Regions from separate parts of the Bactrocera dorsalis genome. Here region 2 is linked to region 1. The links are chromatin contacts, called in public Hi-C maps. All regions are on one chromosome and are shown on one strand. The core of a region is the stretch at or near the end of the contact, and the rest is flanking DNA. Distances in the headings are between cores, read along the strand shown.

Region 1 (6,471 bases), core at 1,167-3,666:
TAATATATAAACAATTAGTTTCAATAAAGAATTAATAAATAAATTATTAAGAGTTGGAAACTCTAGACCAAAATCATCAATTAGAAATTTATCAAATTCAACAATTAGAAATTTAATAAATAAATAATAAAAATCAGAAATTAATTAAGGGTTGGCAACTCTAGACCATAATATATTAAATAACAAAATTTATTTAAAATTTTTTTTTAATTTTTCAAGAAGAGATCTAACTCTATGATGGATTTTATAAAAAAAAATTACTGTACAATTTTTTAACACACTAGTGTAATGAGTTATAAATCTGAAATCATTGCAAATTGCCGCTTCTTTTTCGCAAACTTTTACTTGTTTCAATAAATAAGTGATATCAACAAATTGTTTATAATTAAATAATTAAATGAGTCAAGCGCTATAAATTGAGTAAAATTTGCGTATTAAAAGCCTTGGTGATGACAATTCAGTCAACAAATTTCATCATCAAATCACACGATTCAGTATTTAAAGGGCGAAGGGAAAATTTCGTTGGTAATTATCTCATAGAAGGTATAAAAACGTGAGCTCATTAATTTGTAAAACAATTCTTTAGGGAGAACTAGTGTTGAATAAGCGGTGTTGATTAATACTTGATACGAGTATATAATAATAGATATATATATGTATATGGATTACTTATTGTATTAAAACGCGTTTGAAACTACTTCTGATGAATTTTTATGTACCAATATGGAAATAGAGGTTCTCAGATCTGGAACTGGTCTATATTATAGTACAACAGTAACTAGAAAAAATCACTAACTAACATACAAGTTCAATCATGTCAGCAATTCACAAGCAAATTAGTGCTCCTTTAAGAGATTGAACTATCTAAAGTACTAAAATGTACATATAGTATACTAATAATATAATTCTAAATCCAAGAAAGAGCTTTCAACAATTGCTACCGCTGAACTTCTTAGAATAATTAGTCACTTCAATTTCTGACAATTATATACATACATACATATATCTACATTATACCATGTTCAGACTCTTAATTGAGCAATTAAGGAACCTTTAACAATTTAACCACTCTAAAAATGAAAATGGTTCGAAAAAAATGCAAATTGAAGTAAGCATTACTAAGAACCCTCCGACTTTTCGATACCATTTTTGTAGTACGATTGGTTCTTTGCTTCAAAATAGGCCTCAGTTCCGTTGATCATCTCTTGGTTCGGCGAAAGTTTCTTCGCAGCGCACATCTGAGAACAAGAAACAGTCGCTGGAGGTCAGATCTTTAAAATGCTGTCGATGCTGACAAGCCCAATTCATGAATTTTTGTCACAGTTTACACTAACTTGTGGCAGAGTGCGTTGTCTTGGTGAAACAGCACTTTCTTTTTCTTCAAATTCGGTAAGTTTTCGTCCTTCAAACGGTTCAGTAACGCTATGTAACAGTCAGTGTTAACGGTCTTTCGTTTCTGGACCGCGTTCGTCGTGTTCAGTTCTTAACTAAAATCATATGGATTTAATTCTAGTAGCGCCTTCTATATCTCAAGCCGGAGACTTTTCAGTTAACCTGTTCGAAACCGTCTCAAAAGTGAAATAATTGTCATAAATCTCACCAAATATGAGCTATTCGAAGAAGAGAGATGTATATTTCTAAATTGATTTTAATAAGATATCATCTTCTATACAAATTTTGAGTGATCTAAACGGCCGGCGTTGCAACAGAAGATACGACGTCTCATCTTTTTCATGCTCACGGTAATGACCTGAACGAAATCCGATTTATCTCAGGCTCAGACTTGTCAATTTTGACATTATGTAAGTGAAATATTTTTATGCAAAAACAACAACTGTTATCTGCTCTAAGTTTTCAAAGTCCTCTTACCGGCTTTCCAATTAGTTCGTTAAGAAATCTGTTATTTCAAGCGGTAAAAACTGTTGCAATCGCTTCCAACTCGAAACACCGCCGCGCAAATCCAAAGCGTGTGTACATGAATTGCAAAAATGCAAATTACAATCACGCGCTGCATCGGTGAAACAATACTAACAACAAAAAATTCTGTAAACAAATTAAAATGCGAAAACCAGAAACAAGAATAAGCGGAAAAAAACAAAGCGGAGAAGTGCAAACATCAACATTGCAGAATGAGCAAACAAACGAAATGCAATAAATTGCAGCCAGCAAGCGAGAAATGGCAAACGAAGCGAGCAACAACGGGCGTGACGAACAAAACAAATCGCCAAAGTAATTGCTTGCAATTGAGCGGGCGGGCGAAAAAACTGCATTGGCTGCATTGCAGACGGCGGTGCAAAGCAAAAAAAAAAAAAATTACAACAAATATGAAAATATTTGCTGACGCACACATGTGCTATGTACATTTGTATACATACGTACATACATATGTACATATGCACTCCTATTGACATCGATACCCGCAGACGGCAATAAAACTGTCGCGGTACAACGGGGCGTATGATGAACAAGCAATGATGCTTCTTTTTTGCTGGCGGTTACAAAGCGCACACATACATATGTACATATAATAAGTGTACAAACATATGTATTTACATGTATACATATTTCTAGTTGCTAGTGCATAGCCCTGACAATGAATTGCAAAGCTGTGCAGCTGTAAGTGCATTTTGGGGGCAGCGAGTGCCATGCGCCTCTTAGACGTGTGGTATTCATGTGAAGCATTTATAGTAACAACAACAACAGCTATGAGCAACATCAGACACATTAAATTGTGGAATTTTTATAATTTTAATTTTTTCGCCACAATTCAATTGTGTAAATATGTAAATCTTTAAATATTGCTGTATGCTTATTATCGATTTTTCGTGAATTAGTCCTTCAGATTTTGAGATATCGTTCTGAAATTTTGCACACATACTTTTCTCCTTTAAAAGATACTCATTTGTCGGAACTACCTATATTGAACCACTATAGCATATAGCTGCCATACAAACTGATCGTCCAAAATTAAAACCTTGTATGGAAAGCTTTTTTATTTCTTGAGATATCAGCACGAAATTCGGTTTGGAATATTGTTTACAGCAATACTACAATGTCTGAACAAATTGTTCGGTTCAGACCGCTATAGCATATGCCTGCCATATAAAGTGATCGCTCAAAAGCAAAACCTTGTATGGAAACCTTTTTTATTTGACACGATATCTTCACGAAATTTTGTACAGGTTATTGTCCAAGGCAAGGCTTCAATCTCTGGACATATTATTCAAATCGAACGACTATAGTATATCTCTGCCATACCAACTGGCTGATTGAATTCAACAAAAAGTTCTTTATTTGCACTATTGTGTATTAAAAAATACATATACTATGGGGGAAATTATATAAACTGATTATATGTTTATTTTTTATTCATCTCTTTTTGTTTTAATTATTTTTCTATTCCATTTCTATCTTTCATTTTTTAATTAAATTAAGGGAAATTATATAAACTGTTTGTATATTTATTTTTTAGTCATCGGTTCTACTTTTATTTCTATTTCTATTCCATTTCTCTCTTTAATTTTTTTATTAAACCCATTATCAAACTAAAAACAAAGCTGCCATACTGTTTTTTGAATGCCTCTGTTTATTTATATTGTTATTGTTTTTGCTGAAACGCGCGGCATTTCGTTGCGTTGATAAAATTACTCAACTGCATTATAAATATACTTATAATTTCTCGCTATATTGGCACGTGTTGATTTTTCGTTGTTTTTTTTTAGTATTTTTTTTACTCTCATCTGTCTGTATTTACACAAGTAAATATGTATATTTACATTTACTCGCTGCATTGGCGTGCGGCATCTCAAGTGTTTGCCCACCAACTTCAATTACATTTACATTTAGAGTATTTTGTTTTTCGTCATTATTTTTTCACACACTCTCCTCCGCGAATTCACTCTCTCAGCGTCACTCTCGATCGTCCTCAGCATGTTTTCCCACAAGCTAGATAAAATTAGCAAAAATGCTAATGACGGTCTAGTTGGTAATACAATGTTGTGCAGTTAAGTAACTGTTTATCAACAGAAATGCATACAAACAAACACACACACACCTGCACATTCATATAGATTGCCGACACGTTTCTCGAGTGCAATTTTTAATTTGTTTACAATTTTCTTGGCGCTTGCTGTGCACAGCGCAATTATGGGCTATAAGTGTACACATACATGTACATACGCACACATACACACATGAAAGATGAACATATTTATGTTGCACGCTTTTATATCGCTTTTATTAATGGCAAATTAATAGAAAAATAATATAAAGCAGTAAATAATAAGCACTCTTCCCAGACAGACTGATCTGTACACGGTTGCTTTTTCTTTGCTTTGTGGATTATCACACTTTGCGGCGCGTGTATTTATTATTTCTATGTTTAGATACATTTTCGTTCGTACGCTGAAACATCCTATAATAGACATTAAATATAGATTATGGCTTTTAAATGGAGTGTCGCAAACGTGGTTGCCATATGAATTATTGTTTCGATTGTTTTATGACAAATTTATAATGATAATTATATTAAAAAATACAGGTGATAAGTAAAATTTTATCGATAACAATTTTATCGATAATAATCGATATTTTTACATAAATATCGATAGTTTGGATATTTATCAAGCAAACTGCAATCGTTGTCATAACTGTACTAAGGAACACATAAGAGTAGTAAAATGTTATCGATAATTATCTTCAATTTTACATAAATATCGATAGTATGCTCAATAATGTACAAAAGGTCCGAATAAAATTACTCAAACCATATTTAAGAAATAAATTCGCAAAAAAATATTTTTTTTACCATGAAAACCTTACCCTTCCTAAGAAACACACAAGAGTAGTAAATTTTTATCGATTAATTTACATAAATATCGATATTTTGATATTTACCGAACAGAATAGAATCATGGTGATGACAGTACCAAGAAACACTTTTGTAAGTAGTAAATTTTTATTGATATTTATCGATTGATTATTACATAAATATCAACATTTTAGATATTTATCAAGAAAAATACAATCATAACGACAACAGCGCTAAGAAACATATCATTCAATTATTTTTATCGATAATTATCGATATAATTATATAAATATCGATATTTTTGTTGTACTTATCGAGTAAAATAAGTCGTTATATTTAACTTATTTATTAATATACAAGATAAACTATTTTTTGGTTGTACTTTTTCCACAAATATCTAATATTACACCAACATCTCGATACATATCGATACATAAATATCTACCCATAAACTATATCTATATTTTCGATCAGACGTACAGTTGTAGGTTATATGTAGGGTAGCTTTTTGAACATCTAAATATGCTTTTGCGGATTTAATCCATCGTCTATCTCTATTGGAGTAATAAAAATCACCAAACGTCGATAAACAGACTATATTATTACTTGATCTGTCGTTTTGACCAACTGTCGCTATACACTTTTCTGTACTATATATTATAACTCATGTTGTTATTGCTTTTCATATGCAAATATAACTGTATATAGTAGCTGTACACATTAAAATAAAAATAACTGAATGGCGATTGATTTAGTTATGCTTGCGATTTGCTTACTTAATGAACTTGATCTCTGCGCGGTGAGTTACCACGCCCTGTCTGCATTAGCCGCTCATTAATGGCATTTTAATTCCTAGCATAACTGTGCAAAAGAGAGAAGGCCAAACCGTTTTCAATATTCTTAATGAGTTTTCAATAAATGCCTGGCAGTAAGCAATCTCTTAGTGTTTTCGAAGTTGTAGCGAATTAAGATTTATATACACGCAGGGTTGTATTTTATATTATTTTACAGATATTCTTAAAAAATTTTAAATTAGCTCAATTAGGTGAGACAATTAATAAGTTAGTTGACAGTATTTGACTGCGGAAATCTACTTACCGGAAGCCAATGGAAAGCGTTCAGAGGATACCTATGCATAACGGGAGCTTTAAGAACAACTCCAATGGCGACTCTTGAGCTCGTATTAACCTGCCACCTAAAGACCTCTTAGCTGAAAACTGCGCAGCAAATTCGGCGCGACGACTATTGACTGCTGGTGAATTTACATATAGAACCTTCGGACATAGCTTGAGGGGTAATGGCGGTTGGGCAAAAACCGACTACATGACCCCACTTTTCAACTAGCCAAGCAGCAATCAAAGCAGTAACCTAGTAATGAATGAAGGAGGTATCGACAGTGAGACCGCAGAGTCTGTTAAAATTCGCGTCAAGCGCAGGCATCCTAAAGGAACACTCCTGTTGGACCTAGCAACTGAACACCATCTGGTATCACAAAGGTCCAGAACTAGTTGTTGCGATTTTCCGAAAATATTGGGAGATCGGACCACTATAACATAGAGCTATCATCCAAATTGACTAATCAAAATCAAAATAAATATCTTTTTATAACCTCTTTCTCTTGTATTTTATCTTTCTATCGTATTTTAATTTTATAGTATTAT
Region 2 (6,471 bases), core at 1,266-3,765, 36 kb before region 1:
TGACTTCATTCAGTGCTGCCTTCTGCTAAGGACAACTGTTGTCACTCGTACGTTACAAGCGCTGGTAGTGGAAAATTTTCTGCATTACTCGTTTGCCGCAACAGCTCCTATTTGCCGAAATTCATTGAGTAAATTTCGTCGCTTACTCCTCTTTGTTTCTGCTTTGCTGTTTGGTTTTGTCGCGACGTCGCGTCTCTTTTAAGCGTCCAAAGTGTTTTATTTCACTTCTCATTTGTTTTTGCCGCTTGCTTCAAACTACATTTTGGGTTTTTACTAGACAAAAGCATTCCTATACCTTCCATATACATATTTTTTATATATGTATTTACCATTTTATGACCTAAAACCTACCTTTTCCTCACCATTCCCCACATCTGCTCGGCTGCTAGCATCACTGACCTTACTTCATCTCACCACATCGCCTATATCCACCACAAATACTCATACATCTCATATATGCTGACTCATCGCCCACTTTCGCTTTTAATCCAGCCCCTCTTCACCTTCGGCGCCTATTCGTGCTATTATTTTGTTGTAAATATGCGAAAGATGGCGTCCTGCTCCTCCATGTACTCCATTATGCACTGGCCTCTCTAACTTCTATTTACATTTATTTATGTTTTGTTTTTGATATATTTTGTTTTGCTTGTTCAGTTCTTCTTTGTGTTGAACTTTATATGCAGCGTTCAAGGACGGTTTTGCCTTATATTGCTTTTTTATGTATACTATTTATTTGTGTATTTGCTTTTGCTTTCATTTGTGAGGGCTTTCTCCAATACTTATATACATGTGTATATAAATATTTTCCAATAAACTTTCTTTCTCTGTTTATGAAGGGAATTTGCTTTACTTTTTCCATATTGCAATATTTTTTTCTTTTCTCAAAATGATTTTTAGTGAAAAATAATATTTTGGTGAACAAATTGGATCACTATGAAGGTTAAGAGCACCACACTACCAATTTTTATCCTTTATTGCAGGCATTTTGGTTTATCCGCCATTGATTCTCCTAAATGTAGTCATTATATAAAAAGTGTTGCCTATAATTAGGCGCATTGTATACAAGAAAAGCATTATTTTTGTTTCACAGAAGCTAAGGGAGTCAATGGATTCTTTGAAAAAATATATATATTTAATATATGTATTAAGCTCATTAATTTCTTACAATATTTTTTCAAAAATTATTTATAATACAAATCCCAGAAATTCGAATTTTGATTTTCCAGACCCTGAAAATTTATAAAAATAAATAGCAAGCGAGGGTATTAATTTTTTTGTGGTAGTAATTATTTATTCTCGAAGCATATTTATATAACCATAAAGTATAAGCTTCGGGATCCCGAAAAAATCTGTCGTTTTCCCATCAAGTGCTTACACATTATTATTTATTAGTTTTCAAAACATTTTCATATGAACTGGGAATCCAAATTTCGAGATCCCGAAAAATGTATCCTTTGTTTTTGCATCAATTTCTTACACATTATTATACATACATATATGAAGTTCATTAATTCTCTAAAGCATTCATACAAATATTATTTTTAGTAGTAAATTTGCAATGGAGAAGCTGAGTTTTCGGCATCCCGAATTTTGCAACAAAAAATAGCATGCGGAAATATTAATTTTTTTAATTATTTCTAGAAGTTTATTCATATAAATTTGAAATTCAAGTTTTCGGGATACCGAAAAATTCTTTTGTTGTTGTGGTAGCGGCAAAATTCTGTCGTTTTCCCTTCAACTGCTTACACATTATTATATGTATATAAAGTTGATTAATTCCCTAAAGCAATTCTAGAAATTTGATTTATAATAGTAAATGTAATTAAGAAGTTTTCGGGATCCTGAAATTTTTAATAAATAAATAGCATGCGACAGTATTAATTGTTTTTCGGAAGTAATTATTTATAAAAGTGTATTCATAAAAATCTAAAATTTAAGTTTTCGTGCTCCCGAAATTTTCTGTCCGTTACTCCATCAAAGGCTTCCACATTAAGATGCCAAGCTCAATAATTCCATAAAGTAATCATAGAAATATGAATTATAGTAGAAATCTCAAATCCCGAAAAATCGGGATCCCGAAATTTTCAAAATATAAATTGCATGCGAGAATAATGCAATCGTTTTGTATTAATAATTATCGTTTCACTAAAATTGGATTCATATAAATTGGAAATTCAAGTTTTCGGGATACCGAAAATACTTTTGTTGTTGGTGTTGTTGTTGCGGCATATTGCTGACCAAGTTCAAACTGATATTATAGAATAAAACATACAAGATAGTTGACAAGCATATGTATGGTATGGCGGCAATTTTCGGTGACAATCTAAAAATTCTTGAAAATGTAAATACTCGGTGAAATTCGTTGTACCCTTCAAAATTAAAAGCTTTGTCGCCATAAAATTCCCCATGAATATGCATATGTATGTATATATACATATGTATGTATGTTTACTTCCACAACTGATCGACTGGTGGGCTGCCAAATCGTCTGACAGCATGTAGGCTAGGCGCCGTTCAGCTCACCACACTCGCCGGCTGTTTTCTGTCACGCGATGCTCACAGTGAAACACATGTGCCATCGGAGCTATATTTAGAAATCGAAAAATACAAATAAACACAATTATGGGAAACACAAACAATAATTGTATGTATGAATATGTATGTACCTACAATGCACTCGCGAGGGGATTCACAAAATACAAGTGATTTGCTCGAAAAACAAATTTCAATAACTTCACAATTAAGAGCTTAATGGTGTCATTAGAACCGGTGCATAAGTGCAAGTGCTTAAAGCGTGAGCAAATGTTTGAGCTTGCAATACACAAATATACTCGTACATATGTATATGTTTATTTATTTACCTTATATATTTTGTATTTAAATGAGTTTACATTATTTCTGGTTTTCTTGCGATTCTCGGAAATTCGCAAGCATTATTTATCCATTGCAAAAATAACTGCAAAAATTCTTTTTAACACAAAAGTGAGAATCGAATGTAAATTAATGAATTTGTTGTCGTGATTGCAAAAACAACTACTTTGCGGCTATGTTTGTTTGGCTGAGAGAAAGGGAGGTGGTCAGGCGTGAAGTGTTGTTGTTTATGAAAAGGTGCGACCACATTGGCGTATTTCATAATAAAAGTTGACGTTTGCATACACCTGAAAATGTAAACAAACAAATTACGTCAAATGGCGATGCCGAGTGTGCCGAGAGCTACGCGAAGGAGTAGTCTATTTGTTGCAGTAATTAATGATTAAAACATGGAAAATAGTAAAAACTAATAAAGAAAAACTAAAAAATATATGTTTTTGTGAAATTATGGAGAGTCATTTATAAACCTCTTCTATCATGCTAACAGTCAACTCTCTCGAGTTATTACAAACCACTTATTGAAATCTCAGAACAATAATTTGAGTTTGCAATTCTAAAAAACCAATTCTCTTCTAAAGTACTGCACACAACTTTGGGGAGGCACGTTTTGCTTTCTCACTTCAGCCTTTTCGCCTTCAAAAGGATGTTTTTTAGCTACCCAGAGGATACTTGGTCTAAGACCGGAAGTCGCGAGCTGCTTGAGCCATATGTAAAAGAATCGTTTCTGCCCACTCCCAAGTGAATGGCGTTCAGAAAACTGTCCGGACTTGCGTGACGACTACCTCTTCGTCCATTTCAAATCTGCTTTTGATAGCACGAAAAGGAGCTCCCTTTATGCCTTTATGTTTGAATTTGATATCTCCACAAAACTAACACGGCTCTGTAAACTGACGCTGAACAATACCAAAGGCTTCGTTGGGATCGGGAAGGACCTTTCCCAGCCGTTCGATATCAAACGAAGTTTCAGACAAGGTAACTCCCTTTCGTGCGACTTCCTCAATCTACTCATGGAGAAGATAATTCTAGGTACAGAGCTGTTGGCGTACGCTGGTGATGTCGATTTCATTGGTCTCAATAACCGCGAAGTTACTTCTGCTTTCTCCAGACTGGATAAGGAAGCGAACAAATGGGTCTGGTAGTGGACAAGACGAAATATCTCCTGCCGTCAAGCAAACTGTCGTCGCACTTGCGACTTATCTCCCACATCACTTGACAGTCAAAACTTCAAAGTCTTAGATAAATAATTTTGTAAATCTTGGTACCAGCATCACCATCAACCACAACGTCAGCCTCGTAATCCAAGGCAGAATAACTCTTGCCAACAGGCGCTACTTCGGATAGAGTAGGCAATTGACAAATAAAGTCCTCTCTCGACGAACAAAGACCAAACCAAAACCAAACTCTATAAGTCACTCATTATTCCTATCCTGCTAATACGAGTATGGTGCATAGGCATGGACGATGACAACATCTAATGAGTCGACGTTACGAGTTTTCGAGAGAAAAGTTCTGTGGAAGATTTATGGTCCTTTGCGTATTGGCAATGGCGATTACCGCATTCGATGGAATGATGAGCTGTACGAGATATACGACGACATTGACGTAGTTCAGTGAGTTAAGAGACAACAACTTTGCTGGCTAGGTCATGTCGTTCAAATAGATAAAAAAGCTCCAGCTCAGAAAGCATTCGACGCAGTAGCCTCCGGGGAATACAGAGGAAAAGGATGGAGATCGTATCCTCTGCTTCCCGTTGGAAATACCAGGTGGACTGGACCTGGCTACACTTGGAATCTGAAATTGACACAAAACAGCTAAAAGTAGGAATGACAGGCGCGCTGTTGTAAACTCGGCTGTAAGCGGTGTCTACGCCAATAAAGAAGAAGAACTAATTATGAAGTTTATTTTATTGTTAACTGATAAAGTTGGGGTTACATTTATAGAAACTTCCTTCTATATATAGTACGTATGTATATTATGTCTATGATTAAATCTTAAGCCGTAACAAACTTTTCTTGGAACACCGCCTTATCGTTAACTGCAAAGCCTCAGTCTATTTGTAAATTACATTGAAAAGTTCTATAATAATCATATAAATTTATGCATATATAAACATCATAAATTGTGCAAACAAAAGGTGAAAAGTAAAAGATAAAAATACTAAAAGTAGCCATAACAAAAATCAAACCAAGTACGAAAATAAACAAACGTCAGAAAGCCGACAATCAAAACATAAGCAAAAGTCTGGCAAAGTGTGGGAAACACTACGGAACGATACTATATAACACACATACATACATGCATACATATGTACATGCTATGCATGTATTCGAAAGCAAAAGTATGAAAACAAATCACAAAAGTCGTCAGCAAAACAGAAACTAAGCAAAAATAAATTAATATGTAAATACGAGTGTTAGGTAGATGTAGAAACGTCAAATTGAAATTGCTTTGTTGTACGTATCGACTGTACTTGATAATGATGGAATGTATGTAAAAGCTAAAGTCTTAAACACACACACACATTGAAATAGATAGAATTTACCACTTCAATATGGCAAAAAGTGGCGAGAAATCGGTGGAAAGCAAAACAAGTGAATTGCCAACAAAACAAATAAGCGAAAAGGAAACATTGAAAATTTTGTAAATATTGTTTCATAGACTAACATATGTATGTTTACATATGTATATATGTACATAGAGACGGATTTCACAACAATATGCATTATTTGAAATTATATATACTTATATAAAAATATGATATAAATTCTACAAAACTCATATATTGCATACATACATATGTACCACATATTTCTCATAAATACATATACATATAGAAAACATACGCCTATATACTATGTATGTATGCACAATTTAAAATTTCCACCCCCAAAAAGAAGTGAATGACCAAACTAGCAAGAATTTTCGAATTACAAGCTACAAAGACACCCACCAGCAAGCGGAGGTGGTGTAGCAGTTGCACAGTGACACTGAATGCTTACAATCAAAGAAAAAAATTTCGGTAAAAAAATACATTTGGATATGTGGAGTTATTGGGTAGTCGAAAAAGTCTTTTCGCATTTCTAAACAAACTTCAACTTATTTTTTTGTATTTATAATGAACTTTAATGAACCAAATATGTACCATTTTGTTCAACCATTTCTTGCCATTTTTCCGCTAGAGACAATATTCCAGCAGTGTAAAACTTTTCCGGTTTCTCGGCGAAAAGCTGCGACGAGTAACTTTTACAGACTTCTCTTGCAGCCAACTTTAAGTAAAGAAGAAGAGAATGAACTTTAATGAACCAAATATGTGCCATTTTGGTCAACCACTTTTTGCCATTTCTCCGCTTGAGACATTATTCGATCAGTTTAATACTCTTCTGGTTTCTCGGCGAAAAACTGCGACAAATAATTTTCACAGGCTTCCCTTAAAGCCATCTCTACTCCTTTAAGAGAGTTCTGCATTGACCGAAACAAATTGTAGTCCAATGGTATAAAGTCAGGGCTGTATGGTCGATGCATCAAAACTTCCCAGCCAAGCTCTCCCAGTTTTTGCCGAGTCATCAAAGATGTGTGTGGTCTAGCATTGTCCTGATGGAA

The links. Hi-C and Micro-C count contacts between places; a contact is called where the count stands out from the background.
Region 2: a contact with region 1 is called in a Hi-C map of whole body, with 5 times the contacts expected there. The contact joins two enhancer-like sites. A contact is called at or near these places in 2 of 2 Hi-C or Micro-C datasets (both in whole body).

The regions. Positions count from the first base shown.
Region 1 is chr2:100,572,621-100,579,091 of ASM2337382v1, reverse strand. All of the region lies in intron 2 of LOC105226062 (protein CREBRF homolog), which reads left to right. Among protein-coding and RNA genes, the nearest start is that of LOC115066140, 20 kb to the right of the region's middle. Within about 2 kb of position 2,416, the one cell type or tissue checked has open chromatin away from gene starts, as enhancers often do.
Region 2 is chr2:100,608,400-100,614,870 of ASM2337382v1, reverse strand. The region is part of intron 2 of LOC105226062 (protein CREBRF homolog); the gene reads left to right. Among protein-coding and RNA genes, the nearest start is that of LOC105226062, 25 kb to the left of the region's middle. Within about 2 kb of position 2,515, the one cell type or tissue checked has open chromatin away from gene starts, as enhancers often do.